Regions from separate parts of the Rattus norvegicus genome. Here all the other regions are linked to region 2. The links are chromatin contacts, called in public Hi-C maps. All regions are on one chromosome and are shown on one strand. The core of a region is the stretch at or near the end of the contact, and the rest is flanking DNA. Distances in the headings are between cores, read along the strand shown.

Evidence for each region. A called contact is a pair of places that touch in the nucleus more often than the background predicts.
Region 1: a contact with region 2 is called in a Hi-C map of Schwann cells, with 2.4 times the contacts expected there. The contact joins the promoter of Dr1 here to the promoter of Ccdc18 in region 2. A contact is called at or near these places in 6 of 12 Hi-C or Micro-C datasets (Schwann cells, frontal cortex, kidney and 3 more) and 1 of 1 datasets of contacts at active chromatin or transcription factors (oligodendrocytes).
Region 3: a Hi-C map of prefrontal cortex shows a contact between it and region 2, with 4 times the contacts expected there. The contact joins the promoter of Dipk1a here to the promoter of Ccdc18 in region 2. A contact is called at or near these places in 2 of 12 Hi-C or Micro-C datasets (frontal cortex and prefrontal cortex) and 1 of 1 datasets of contacts at active chromatin or transcription factors (oligodendrocytes).

What each region holds. Positions count from the first base shown.
Region 1 is chr14:1,612,177-1,616,408 of GRCr8, forward strand. Dr1 (down-regulator of transcription 1) reads right to left here and starts at 2,380. Exons shown (of 3, transcript NM_001011914.1): 1 at 1,540-2,380. The coding sequence starts at 1,759.
Region 2 is chr14:1,750,374-1,754,361 of GRCr8, forward strand. It overlaps Ccdc18 (coiled-coil domain containing 18), which reads right to left and starts at 2,208. Exons shown (of 31, transcript XM_063273809.1): 1 at 1,976-2,208; 2 at 1,623-1,817; 3 at 1-97. The coding sequence starts at 94. Tmed5 (transmembrane p24 trafficking protein 5) reads left to right here and starts at 2,484. Exons shown (of 4, transcript NM_001007619.1): 1 at 2,484-2,748. The coding sequence starts at 2,560.
Region 3 is chr14:1,915,158-1,919,148 of GRCr8, forward strand. It overlaps Dipk1a (divergent protein kinase domain 1A), which reads left to right and starts at 2,196. Exons shown (of 5, transcript NM_001170456.1): 1 at 2,196-2,303. The coding sequence starts at 2,250.

The sequences.
Region 1 (4,232 bases), core at 1,130-3,629, 140 kb before region 2:
TACATGTCCATGATCCCAGGACCAAGAGACTGCACGAAGAGGCTCTAAGTTTAAGGCCAGGCTAGGTAACAAGAGTGTGAACCTGTTAGCATCTTGCCTTTCCTAACCTAAAGTAAAAACATTGCTTTTTTCTTAGTTATCTGCTATGTGCTGAAATGGCAGAGTATATGTGCATGTGATATGATTATACACACACACACATCTATCAATCATCACGACTCTTACTACCTACTGGGATTGACCTCTGCCATGCTAAGTACTCAGCCTTGAGACCCCCCTCATCACAGCAAGGTGTGCTTTAAATCTACCATCAGCACAGGATAAAGGCTCAAAAATTAAACACGTGACCTTCTTGTCAATACTGACTGCAAAATGGTTATGTTCCATATGATCAGATATGTTCTCTATCAACAGGAAAGTAAAATTTTTAAATGTATAAAATGGCAACGAACTACCTGCCTAATATGATTAAATTTGTTCCTTTTAACCTTAAAAGTAATCAAGAAGTTGTCCTCATTTTCAATAGATTTATAATAGAAGTGATTTACCAAACTGAATGCAACTTTCTCATAAGAGTTCATGAAAAGCCACAGAAAGTATTTCCCAAAATTTGCCAAAAGCAACTTTCGTCTCCTTTCCCTGTAATCATCAAAACAAAATCCCAACTCCAAATCCTTTCCAGCGTAAGAAAGAAACTGTGGGAACCTTTAGAAGCGTTTTTCCATAAAAGCTTAAACGCATAGACACATCCAAATTGGAGCAGCAGGACAGAGGACAGGCTGGGCAGCTCAGCAACAGAATGCTGACTAGCATGTGTCAGGCCCTAGGTTCAAGCCCGAGTACTGTCGTCCCCGCCCTGCCCCAGCCACCCTTTACAAATAATTTTCAAAGAACAATCAATAGTTGGAGGAAGTCAAAAAGGAAAAAATGTGGCACTCGGTTACCTGGTGATAACTGTTCCACCACCTCAGCGTTTTGTAAAGCAAAAATTATACTTTTTGGAAAGAAATTAACTTTACAACAATGAACATACTCATGTTGATAACTTTTTTTTTTAAACTCGGACCTAGGGCCCTTGTGCATGCTAGGTAGATGATATACCACTGACCTCCGTTCACAGCCAAAGAACTTTTTCTACCCCTGTGTTCAAAATGAATCTTTTCCTCAGCACAGGTGGGGAAGAGATATACTCTCTGACTCGACTCGTGCTTGAAATTCTAAAATTTAACTTCCCAAGAGAGAACTTTGAGGTTCCTTTCTCAGTTGTTACTATCCAAGTTTAGCTGTAGGCAGTCAATTCTTGTTGCTTAAAGACCTGATCGGAAACTGTACTGGTTAAATGTTGTGGATGTTTGCTGACCCTAATGTTTGTACTTCTTACTTGCATTAGCTGGATGAAGAAAATGTCCGAAGAATGCTACATAGGTATTTTAAGGTAACTGCACTTACTAGTGAAGTGGAATGAAGGCTCCGTGACACTAGGAGTGACTCTATTAGCCTGGACCTTCATTTAAATTAAATCCCACACAAATTGCTTACCTTGGATGACATGCTCTGGTGAGATTGTCTTCTTTTCTGACTTGTTACAAATCTCGTTGGCTTCGGAAGATATAAGGTGAATGAATTCAGTGCAGCAGTTCACTACGAGCTCTCGGGCATCGTTGGCCACCCTGACATTAGGGAGAGTCTCTTTGATCATCTTATTTATAGCAGCTCTCGGGATAGTGAGATCATCGTCGTTGCCAGACGAGGAAGCCATCGTGCCTTCCTGTCTTTCAAGCCCTAACTTTTAAAGTCCTCCCTCTAGTCCACCACTCCACGAAGATTTCTCAACAGGCTGTCCCTGGAGAGAGATGTCGGGGTCCGGGAGGCTCAGAGTGCAGCAGAAACCAGGAAGGAGCGGGCTCGAGGGCAGGGAACACCCACTGTGTGAGAGATTTTAGTGCGGATATGAAGGAGAGGTCAGGGGGCTGAGGGCTCGCTCTGGGGACACCACTCCCAGGGCTCAAGAACCACCTTGCGTGTCGCCTCAAACGGACTGGCGCTGTCGCCTAACCGAACCTAAACGGCTCGGGGGCGCACGCAAGACCGAGGAGTACCCGCCCGGCCGCAGTACCGGGCGGACGCACCACAGCAGGGTCGGCTCTACAGAGCCGGAGCCCCCGCGGCCACCGCCACTAGCAGCGGTTGCAGCCGCCTCGGCCAAACCATCCTTCAGGCACCCGCGCCGCCGCCTCACAACATGTCTGCCGAAGCCGCAGCTGAACGCACGCTGGCTGCCTGGGAACCAAGTGGACAGGGCCGAAAACAGCGGGAGCCGCAGCGGCAGTCGCCGCGACCGAGCGTTTGGCCGAGAGCAGGCTGTGGGAGCAGAAGCGGCGCTAACGGTGGTCTTTCTACGGGCCGGGGAAGGAGGTTTGCCGCAAGCTGATCCCGACACGCTTTGCGCCACCGGAAGTCTCACTCCCGGGGTCCCACCCGCCCTCCTCGACGGATTTCCGAGTGCTCGCCCCGCCCTTCACCCCGCCCGGGCGGGCGGGAACCGCCGGTGCTGGCAGCCCGCAGCTTCCGCCCGTCGCTGCCCGCGCTCTGCGTCCCCGCGTTTCCTCAATCAGGCCCTAGGGGAGCTCGCCTGCTCTGTGGAGGGATGTGTGGGCCGAAGGGCCATCGGAGGGCCACGTGGCGGAGCAGCCCTGGTCTTTACCGAAGAACTTCCTTTTCCTACGTCCTTAGCTGTCGGAATTAGGGCACTGAGTGAGAGGAGCATATCCCGGCGTGTGGGGAAAAAGGCCTTTGTAACTGCTTAACAGCGTTCAGATCGGAACTCCCTGTGCTCATTTATGACAAAAAAAAAAAAAAAAAAAACAAACGAAGCTTTCAAATAAGTGGCTACCCTCCGTAGCACAAACGGCTAAATCAGAAATTAGTAGTCTGATCCAAAGCTGTGAGTTTGGCCTACCATGAGCTATGGCCCTCTGCACACTTGCTTTTGGAGAGAAGACCAAAAAAAAAAAAAAAAAAATTGGTTTATCTCAAGCGAGTCTGATACTTGCTTCTTTCCGGGTGATTATTAATAACTAGTGCCACATTCATCAGGGAAATTATATTATTAAAAAAAAAAAGCTCAGCCAGGAGATGGCTTTAATCCCAGCACTTTAGATGAGACGCTCAGGCAAGCAAGTCAAGTTCCAGGACAGCCAGGGCAACACTGAAGAAACCTGTCTCCAAACACAAACACAGGCAAAACCAAAAAACTTCACATACGGTCCCATTAATAAATAGTGGGACGTTGTAACTTTTGAAAGGGCTAAGGCACTTAAGCCAACGTGTACAGTTTAGTTTATCGTAATTTTTTGTAGACAGATTGGCAGCTGGGCTGTTGGCAATAATTTAAGATGTTTGGTTTCCAGGAGACTATCATTGTCCCCTCCTACCTGCCTCACTAGACATAGCTTCAGCACTGACCTAGAACACCAGCCTTTGAGTAATTTTTATCTTCAACATTTTCTTCAAGATGCTTCCTGGGAACCATACATTCTTCACTATCAGTGCTACTAAGTTTAATCTTTGATTATAAGGAGTAAATTTCTTCTTCGAAATAAGTAAATTTTGGTTGAGATGTGTTAAGACTTAGGTAAAATATTAAGGTCTAGATGTAAAGTTAAGGCCTAGGTGACTGTTACCTGGGTGGCTTGGCATTTTGTGCTGTTATTATATGGAAACTTTCACATATGAGAATCTTATCTACAGAGTGCTTGTGAGTACTCCTGAGACACTGTCTAAATTGTTTATATCTGCAACCCCGATCCTCGTTGTTGTATTTTATTTTTGTTTTTTGAATCAGGGTTTCTCTGTGTAGTCCTGGCTGTCCTGGAACTTACTCTGTAGACCAGGCTGGCCACAAACTCAGAGACCCGCCTGCCTCTGCCTCCCGAGTGCTGGGATTAAAGGCCTGGGTCACCACAGATGAGCTCAACTCCAGGTTTGAAATACAGTTATTTTTAAAAAGATTTATTTATATGAGTACACTGTAGCCATCTTAAGATACACCAGAAGAGTGTTCACTCTGCCGTTAAAGGCTAGGCTCACAACCAGAAATACAGTATTTTTAACTTTGAAAGTTCCTAAGACTTTAAGGATGGAAAAGAAGTATGAAGATATAAAGGGAATGTCAGTAAAGACTTTACACATTTAAAGGTCTATTGTAAATGAAGTCCCATGAGAAAACGGTA
Region 2 (3,988 bases), core at 958-3,457:
TTTTCAGTTCGTGTCTTAGTGAAGCAACGTTTGCGAGCAAACTTTCCTCCTCATTGTCATCTTTAGTATAGTAGTCTGATGAACTAGATTCCATTTCCTTAACAAAAAATAGAAACTTCTTGGAAGTTTGCCTGAAGATTTTATGGTATAAGTTAAAGTAATCTCACAGCAATAAAATTGAAAACTCTGTGCTTGGCACCAATTATGAGAACCAAGGGTGCTCCTCAAGATGACAGATCAAAGGAGAGAACAGACTCCCACAAGTTGTCCATTGATCACCACAGTCATGACACTCATGTGCACACACTCACACAAACACACACACAAATGAATGAATGGATGTAACTTTTTTAGAATATGAAGTTGCTCAAAGACACACAAATTTTGGAGGGTCAATCTGAGATTTAAAAATCAAGGTAAACTTTTATAATTAACTTCAATATGAGATGTTAGAATTTAACTTTACATCTGGGGCATCAGATGTTACCACAACAATCTTCCATAAATTCTTAAGAATGATTACCACCAGGTACGTTATCTCCTCCCATTCACAGTGGTTGTAAAGTTTAACGACACTCACAAGTCATAATCACAGATCAAAATGACATGTAGAGAGTGGATATGGCTACCATTCCTTTAATCCTAGCACTTGGGAAGTCCGAGGCAAGTGGGTCTCTGTGAGCCAAGGCCAGCCTGGTCTGCATAGTAAGACATGGTCTCAAAAAAATACAAAACAAAACAAAAATGACATTTGGAAATTCAACTCTTAGAACTATACACAGTGAACTGTTTGTTGCATCAACTGGTGCAAGTGTCTCTAGGGTTATGAAATGTTTCTTGGCCATAAAAGAAAAATCATGACAGGCTCTGAGTTTAAAGGCGTTGCTCTTTCAAAGGACTGTTACTGATATTCTCAGCCCCCACATGGTGGCTTTCACTGGTCTGTAACTCCAGTTTCATAGGATCCCAAAACCACAGACCCAGAATAGAATTAAAATCACAGCAAAGGACACTTTATTATTATATTACTAAAATAAAAACTAAAAGATTTTATATGTTCAAGAGTGTGTTATACTTAGGAAAGCTCAATATTTTGAATGGATAAATGCATAAACTGCCTTCTCCCTTCCCCACTCAGGTAAAATCGGTTTTGGTACATTAATATCCCACTCAAAGTTTCTCGGGAAATTTTTCTTGGATTAAGAAAAGAAAACTCTCACCTTATTGGAAAAAGTTGAGGCCTAAAATTAAATGAGTTGTTTTATAGCTATTAATGTTTCTACCCTCTTTCCAGTTTTGTTTTCACAAATTTGTTTCTGCTTAAGTTCAAATAATTTCCCAGGCAATAAGTGGCTCAGGTTCCGATGCTACTCCACATCTATTCAACATCTCTAGCTTCATACAGGATAATGAAGAAGAAAAAAAATGAAGAAACTTTAGACTAAAAAGTGCTGTTCAGTAGGAGACCATTTAAGTCAGGGTTTTACGTTCAGCAATTTTTGCATTTACACAGGAGAATTTTCTAGCCGTTCTGAACCAGTATGTCTGGAATTTAAACATCCTCATTTTCCTGGGGACCGTTTACCTGTAGTATGAGTGCATAGAGAGGCTGATCACCTTACCTATAGGGCGGCCCTGACAACGGTATCTTCAAGTCTAGTGTAAAAAAATGCGTTCTAGGTGGACACACGCACACTCATCGAGTGAAGGACAAGCACTTTACACTCTATAAAAATCCCGTGACAGGATTTTCCGCTTGAGAAAGAGTACATGGCTTTATACAGTATTTTATTTCAAGAAAGAGGTCCTCCATCTGCCTGTAGGAAGAAAAGCAAAATTCGGCATCCTCCTTTCCGATTCTGCCTCACATAAAACAAAACGCCTCCTCACAGGCAGGCCAGGAGCATTGCCGACTATCCCAAGAGAAACAAGCCCCTCAGGACAGCCCGTTTCCAACCAGGAGCCATTTGCTCACCACCCAGGTCGCAGCCAGGGTTAGCGCCCCCAGACCACGGCGCACCGCGTGGCTCCTCTGCGCTCGGAAGCCTGGGACACTCTCGCAGCCCACGAAGTGGAAGCCTCGGACTCTCGAAGAGGAGAACCAGCGAACCTCTGAGGCGCCGAGTTCGAACCGCCGCGGCAGCCGTTAGGACCCGCCTCCCCGGCCGCAACCCCGCCCCCACGCGAGCTCCGCAAAAAAAAAAAAAACGACGCTGATCGCAGGGCATGCCGGGAAACGAGGCTGGACGCCCGGTTGGGCGGCGCGCCGAGGTCACATCGGACTACATTTCCCAGCGTTATCGCCGCCAACGTTGATTGGCGTGTGTGAAGGAAGCCGAAACCGACAAGTCCTCTGTGAAGGAAGGATGCGAAACCCAGAAGGGAGCAGAAACGGGCCGCTGGCTCCGCCCTCGCCCGGCCCAGTGGCAGACACTGCTTCCACTTTCCGTGGGAGCGTGAGCCGCTCCGCTGCTCTAAGTTCCCTCGGATCGGGATTTCACAGCGGAGGCGCCGGCATCCCGCACCTCCCTATACACGTCCAGTGTGAAATCGACAGGGATGGGCGTCAGGATGTGGTTGCCATTCCCCATGCTGCTCCTGTCCGCTCTGCCCGCAACGTTGCTGAGCGGGGCGGCCGGCTTCACACCCTCTTTGGATAGTGACTTCACCTTCACGCTGCCCGCCGGCCAGAAGGAGTGCTTCTACCAGCCCATGCCCCTGAAGGCGTCGTTGGAGATCGAGTACCAAGTAAGTGCGGGGGTGAGCTGGGCTTCCTTGGGCCGGACCGCACCATGTGGTGACATGGTCGCCTCGCAACAGCTTGGAAAACTTGCCGACCGCGACCGAGGTGAATCTGAGGGGGGCCTCCTGGGAAGCTGACCTGCTCGGCGCAGGCGTACTAGGAGTTCCTGGGAGCCTGGAACACACAAGTTTGACCAGTCCTAAAATTGATACCTACCCACCCTCTTCTCTTTCCTCTGGTAGGAAAGAGGCCAGCACTGGTGACGTCATTGGCGTTACTCTTTGTTTCTTAATTCCCCCATGCCATTTCAAGCTAGTTTGCAAACGCTACACAGTTCTGAGAAGTTCACAGGAAGGGGCTGGTATACGTTCTACTTTATTATTGGACGAAGTGATGACACTTTTTTGACTCACTCTCACCACTTTCACCAAATTCCAGTATTATAAAACCATCACGATGTTTTGAATTGTGGCTGGGCAGTGGTGGCACACGCCTTTCATCCCAGACTCCGGAGGCAGAGGAAGGTAGATGGATCTCTGTACAGTCAAGGCTGCACAGTGAACCCCTGTCTTGGGAGGAGGCGAGGAAGAATTGAATTGTGTCCGTGCAAAGATCTCTTAAGTCAGATTTTGAAATGAACTGTTGCAGTATTTACTGGTATATTGTCATCCCGGGTGTATATCCATCACTTTGAAATCAAACGTTATGACCTTTCTTCCTTTGAACTTTGTCTGAACTTTGTCAGCTTTCTAACCGCGTCATTGTTTTCTTTTTAGTATCAGCAGAATACATTTATTATTAAATCTTTTTTAATCATGTAGAATTTTTATGTGAGGATCCTTTGGGATTATTTATAGAAGTTTACATTAAAGGAAGTATCCAAAGTCATAATATACAAAATCTCAGCAAAACTGAAATTGCAGCTTAATATTTTTTGATTTCCATTTGTGAGCAAAAGTTCAGCATTTACTGAACAATTAATGTAAGCAAGGAATTGTGCCAGAAGGAGGGACAAATTAAGAAAAACCTGGTTCTCAGGATTTTGAGGGTTTATAGGCAGGTTTTGTTTGGGTTTGAGGGATTTTTGGTAGGTTGTGGTTGGCTGGTCGGTTGGTTGATCTATTTTTGAGACAAAGTTTCACTATATATCCCATGGCATTAAATTCAATATTCACCCCAGGCTAGCCTCAGATCTTCAAAGGAGTCCTTCTCAGTGCCCTGAGGACTGGTAGTATAGCATGAACC
Region 3 (3,991 bases), core at 946-3,445, 160 kb after region 2:
AAATGTAACATGAATAAATAAACCCTTGATCTTTTCCTTCTAGCCAACTGTCTGTAATTTTCTCTATCCCTCACTACCCCACTACCCCACTGTGTAGCATTGATTGGCTGGCATAAAACTAGCTGTATAAACCAGGCAGGTCTTGAACTCACACAGATCTGCTACTACCTCATCTGACCAGTTTTTATTTTATTTTATTTTATTTTATTTTATTTTATTTTATTTTATTTTGAGGTAGGATTTCCTCGTTGCTTAGGCTCGCTGATCTTTTTTTTTTTTTTTTTTTCTTTTCTTTTTTTCGGAGCTGGGGACCGAACCCAGGGCCTTGCGCTTCCTAGGCAAGGGCTCGCTGATCTTTTTACAGGTCTCAAGTACTATGATTGTGGGCATATGTCACCACAGCTGGCTTTTACCAGACTTTTCTATATAGTGTGTTTTTTATTTATTGCCTGTCTTCCCATCCCAAAATGTAATATCCATAAAGGTAGGGATTCTGCCTGCTTTGTCTCTTTGTGCATACAGAAAAAAAATTTTTTTTGAACAGTGTCTGGGAGCTAAGAAAATACACACTGAGGAGCTGGAGAGGTTGCTCCATGGTTAAGGGGGCCTCCTGCTGTCCCGGAGAACTGGAGCTTGCTTCCCAGCACCCACATTGGGCAGCTTAAAACCGATTGAAATTCCAGCCCCTCTTTTATGAGCAACCACACAAATGTGGCAGACCTACACATATAAATAATAAAACCTTTAAAAGTTCAAGGAAACCAGTAGGATCCATCCTTTCCTCATTCTCCTTCTTCCTTCCCTCCCTTCTTCTGTCTCTGTCTTAACCTCGGGTTGGCCCTGAATACCTGATCCTGCTTACACCTCCCAAGTGTTGGAATTACAGGTATGAGTCACCGTGCCCAGCTCCCGTTTACCTTAATCTTAGAGATTACTGAAGTCATTTAATTAAAAACGAAACACAGTGGCTAATGCACTTATTTGCAAGTAACGAAATATTATTCAGGCTAAAAACCTGTCTCCAGAAGCTGAGAGCACTAGAAACATAAACTTAGTGGGTATCACGTGGAATTATGGTAGAATGAGGGGAAAAAAATGGGATAGGACCTGCGTCTCCCCGCTTTGATGTCACTCGGATCATCAGCTGTCCTTTTTTTTTTTTTTTTTTTTTTGGTTCTTTTTTTCGGAGCTGGGGACCGAACCCAGGGCCTTGCGCTTCCTAGGTAAGCACTCTAACCACTGAGCTAAATCCCCAGCCCCATCAGCTGTCCTTCTATGGTGGCTCTTTCCCCCTTATTTTGGCCATCAGTGTCAAAAGAAGGAAGCCACTCCTTCTGTATAGCCTTAACTGAGTTGCTCTGCCAAGTCTTAGGTCTCCTGACTTTAGAAATGTGTTTATTCGGCATTTATTTATTTATTTAACCTTTGAGTCAGGATTCTAGAGGCAAAAGAAAATTCTAAAGTTGTTTTGCAAACAATGCAAACTTCAGAAAGTCGAAATTCTGTGTGTGTGTGTGTGTGTGTGTGTGTGTGTGTGTGAGAGAGAGAGAGAGAGAGAGAGAGAGAGAGAGAGAGAGAGAGAGAGAGAGAGAAACTGAATGTACGCAAAGCACGAAGTGTCTGGAAGGCCACGCAGAACTGAGAGAGGAGGATTCCCTTCCTCCCCTAGATACCGGTGGTCGCATCTCCAGAGCGCCTCCTTTCCCTGGAGAGGATCTATTAGTTGGTCGCCTAGGAAGCAGCTCCAAGCATCCACAGAATTTCTGTGCAACCCGCTCGCACAGGTCCTGACTCGAAATGGAGACCGGAGCGCGGACGCTAGGGCTCCGCGCGTGCAGCCGCAAGCCTGTAACAGCGAAGTGGGCGCTCCACGGAGCCCACGCTGTGCGCACCCCCGCGCTGCTCGCGCCAGCCTCGGCCGCACCCCTCCCCCGTCCGCGCCTCCCCTTTAAGCACGGAGGCGCAGGCGGATTTGTGTCGGCGGACGCGAGGCTCGACCCCCCCTTTATGGCGGAGCCCCGCGCCCGCGCCTTGACAACCGCCACGGCTGGCCGTGGGGGCGGGGTTCTGCGCGCAGAGCCGGCCTCCGCCGCCCGCCGCCGCCCGCCGCCCTCGCTGCAGCGCGGCCCCGGAGTGCGCGCGCCGGGGGCGGGCCGTGGGCGGGCCAGCGGGGCAGGGGCGGGGAGGCCGGCGGGCGGCCGCGCTCGGGTCCGCCTCCGACTGCGGCGCGGCGGGGCGATGTGAGTGCCATGGCGAGGAGTGTCTGCGCGGGGGCCTGGCTGAGGAAACCCCATTACCTCCAGGTAGGCCGGCCGCGGCCCCGCCACGCGCCCTCCGCTCCGCGCCACGCGGGACTCCGCGCTCGGTCCTCCCTCTGTGCGCGCCCCGCCGCCTCCTGCGGACCGGCACCTGGCGGCGCGCCTTCCCCAACCCCGGTCCGCCCCGCGTCCCGCTCCCTGGGCGCCGCCCCAACCCTGCGCCCCTCCGAGTCCCGGCCAGGACACTCTGCAGTCCCTGCTCTGCGCGCTCTCCTGCTCTCCCCAAGGGCCCCGGCGACCTGCCATTCCTGACTCTGTGTCTGGGGTAGGAAAGGGTGGTGTGTCATTCCTCCATGTTTCACAGAATCGTGACCGATTGTCATACCAGTGGTTTCCCAAGTCCCAGCCAGCGGATGTGCCTCGTGCAGATGCCCTGGGTTTGGTGTTCTCATCACATCTCTGGTTTAAATGGGAGGAAGGAATCGGCAAGCCCGATCCAGGCGATGGCCATTCGCTTTGCAAAACAGGGGGTAGTGACTGCTGTGCGGCTCTCCACTAAGCCCACCAGCAATGCGAACGCAATTCTCAGTCACGTCGTGTGTACTGTTGGCGTGTTAATTTTTCATGATTTTCTGTTCCGCTGTCAGTAGGCTTTAGAACCCTCCTGCTGCCTTCGTGCACTGTTCGGTCGCCAGGGGGACCTAGTGGACGTCGTGAGTAGCTGAGCGCAAATCCATAGCTCGGATGGAAAAACAACTACAAATCAATGCCTCACACATAGACAGTAGTGTTATGTCTATAGAGGACGCTGCTTACATTAAAAGGTCTGAGAGCCGGACTGGTGTTTTAGGTCAGTTGATGATATGCTTCTTTCGAGTATGGAAAAAAAAGTTGAGGAGAAACCATCACAGTCCAAATAAATGTTACGTTTTAATTTGAAATTTGCATGTGTAAGTCATTATATTGAAACAAGTGATACCCAGATTTAGAGGATGTTTTGACAACTCGTGGTATTAAGGGTGTAAGACTAAATATTTATAGCAGCATCACCAGAAATAGTTGCACCTTCAGTACCAGTGTTGGAACCCAATCTTGCCTTCTACTCCGCCAGAATAAAGTATGTTGGCATATTTAAAATCTTTGAACTTAAACTACTTGGCTTTCATTTATTAATTTTTTAGGGTTGGTAGAGTTTTAGGCTTTAGTTTTGGCTCTAAATGTTTTCCACAGATGTGAAAGAAATCTTTGGCACTGTAACTAACTGTACAAGGGTTTTCTGATTTGATTAAGAGTTCTGGGTTCAATCCCAGCACCACACACACAAAATTAGTTTTACAGATCGTTATGCCTACATTAATGACAGTGTGTTTCTTTCTGAATCTGCATCATTATCAATGATCAAATTAGGGTAAGCTTGCTAGTGGGCTAATATTATTAGATTTTTTAAAGATGCTTAAACTTATTAAAATACCAGCACTTGGGAGGTAGGTCTAAGTGAGTTCAAGGATAGAGAAATCTTGTCTCAAAACTTTTTAAAGGTAAACTTAAGATTTCTTTTAAAAGGTTCTCATGTGACCCAGATTGGCTTAGAACTAGCTAGGTAGCTAAGGATGACCTTGAATTTCTGATCCTCCTGCTTTTAAGAGTTTGTGACTGCAAGGGTATGTATGTATGTATGGTACAATTCATATTCCAGTGTTGTTCCTGAGGAGCCAACAAACCCTCTACATAGG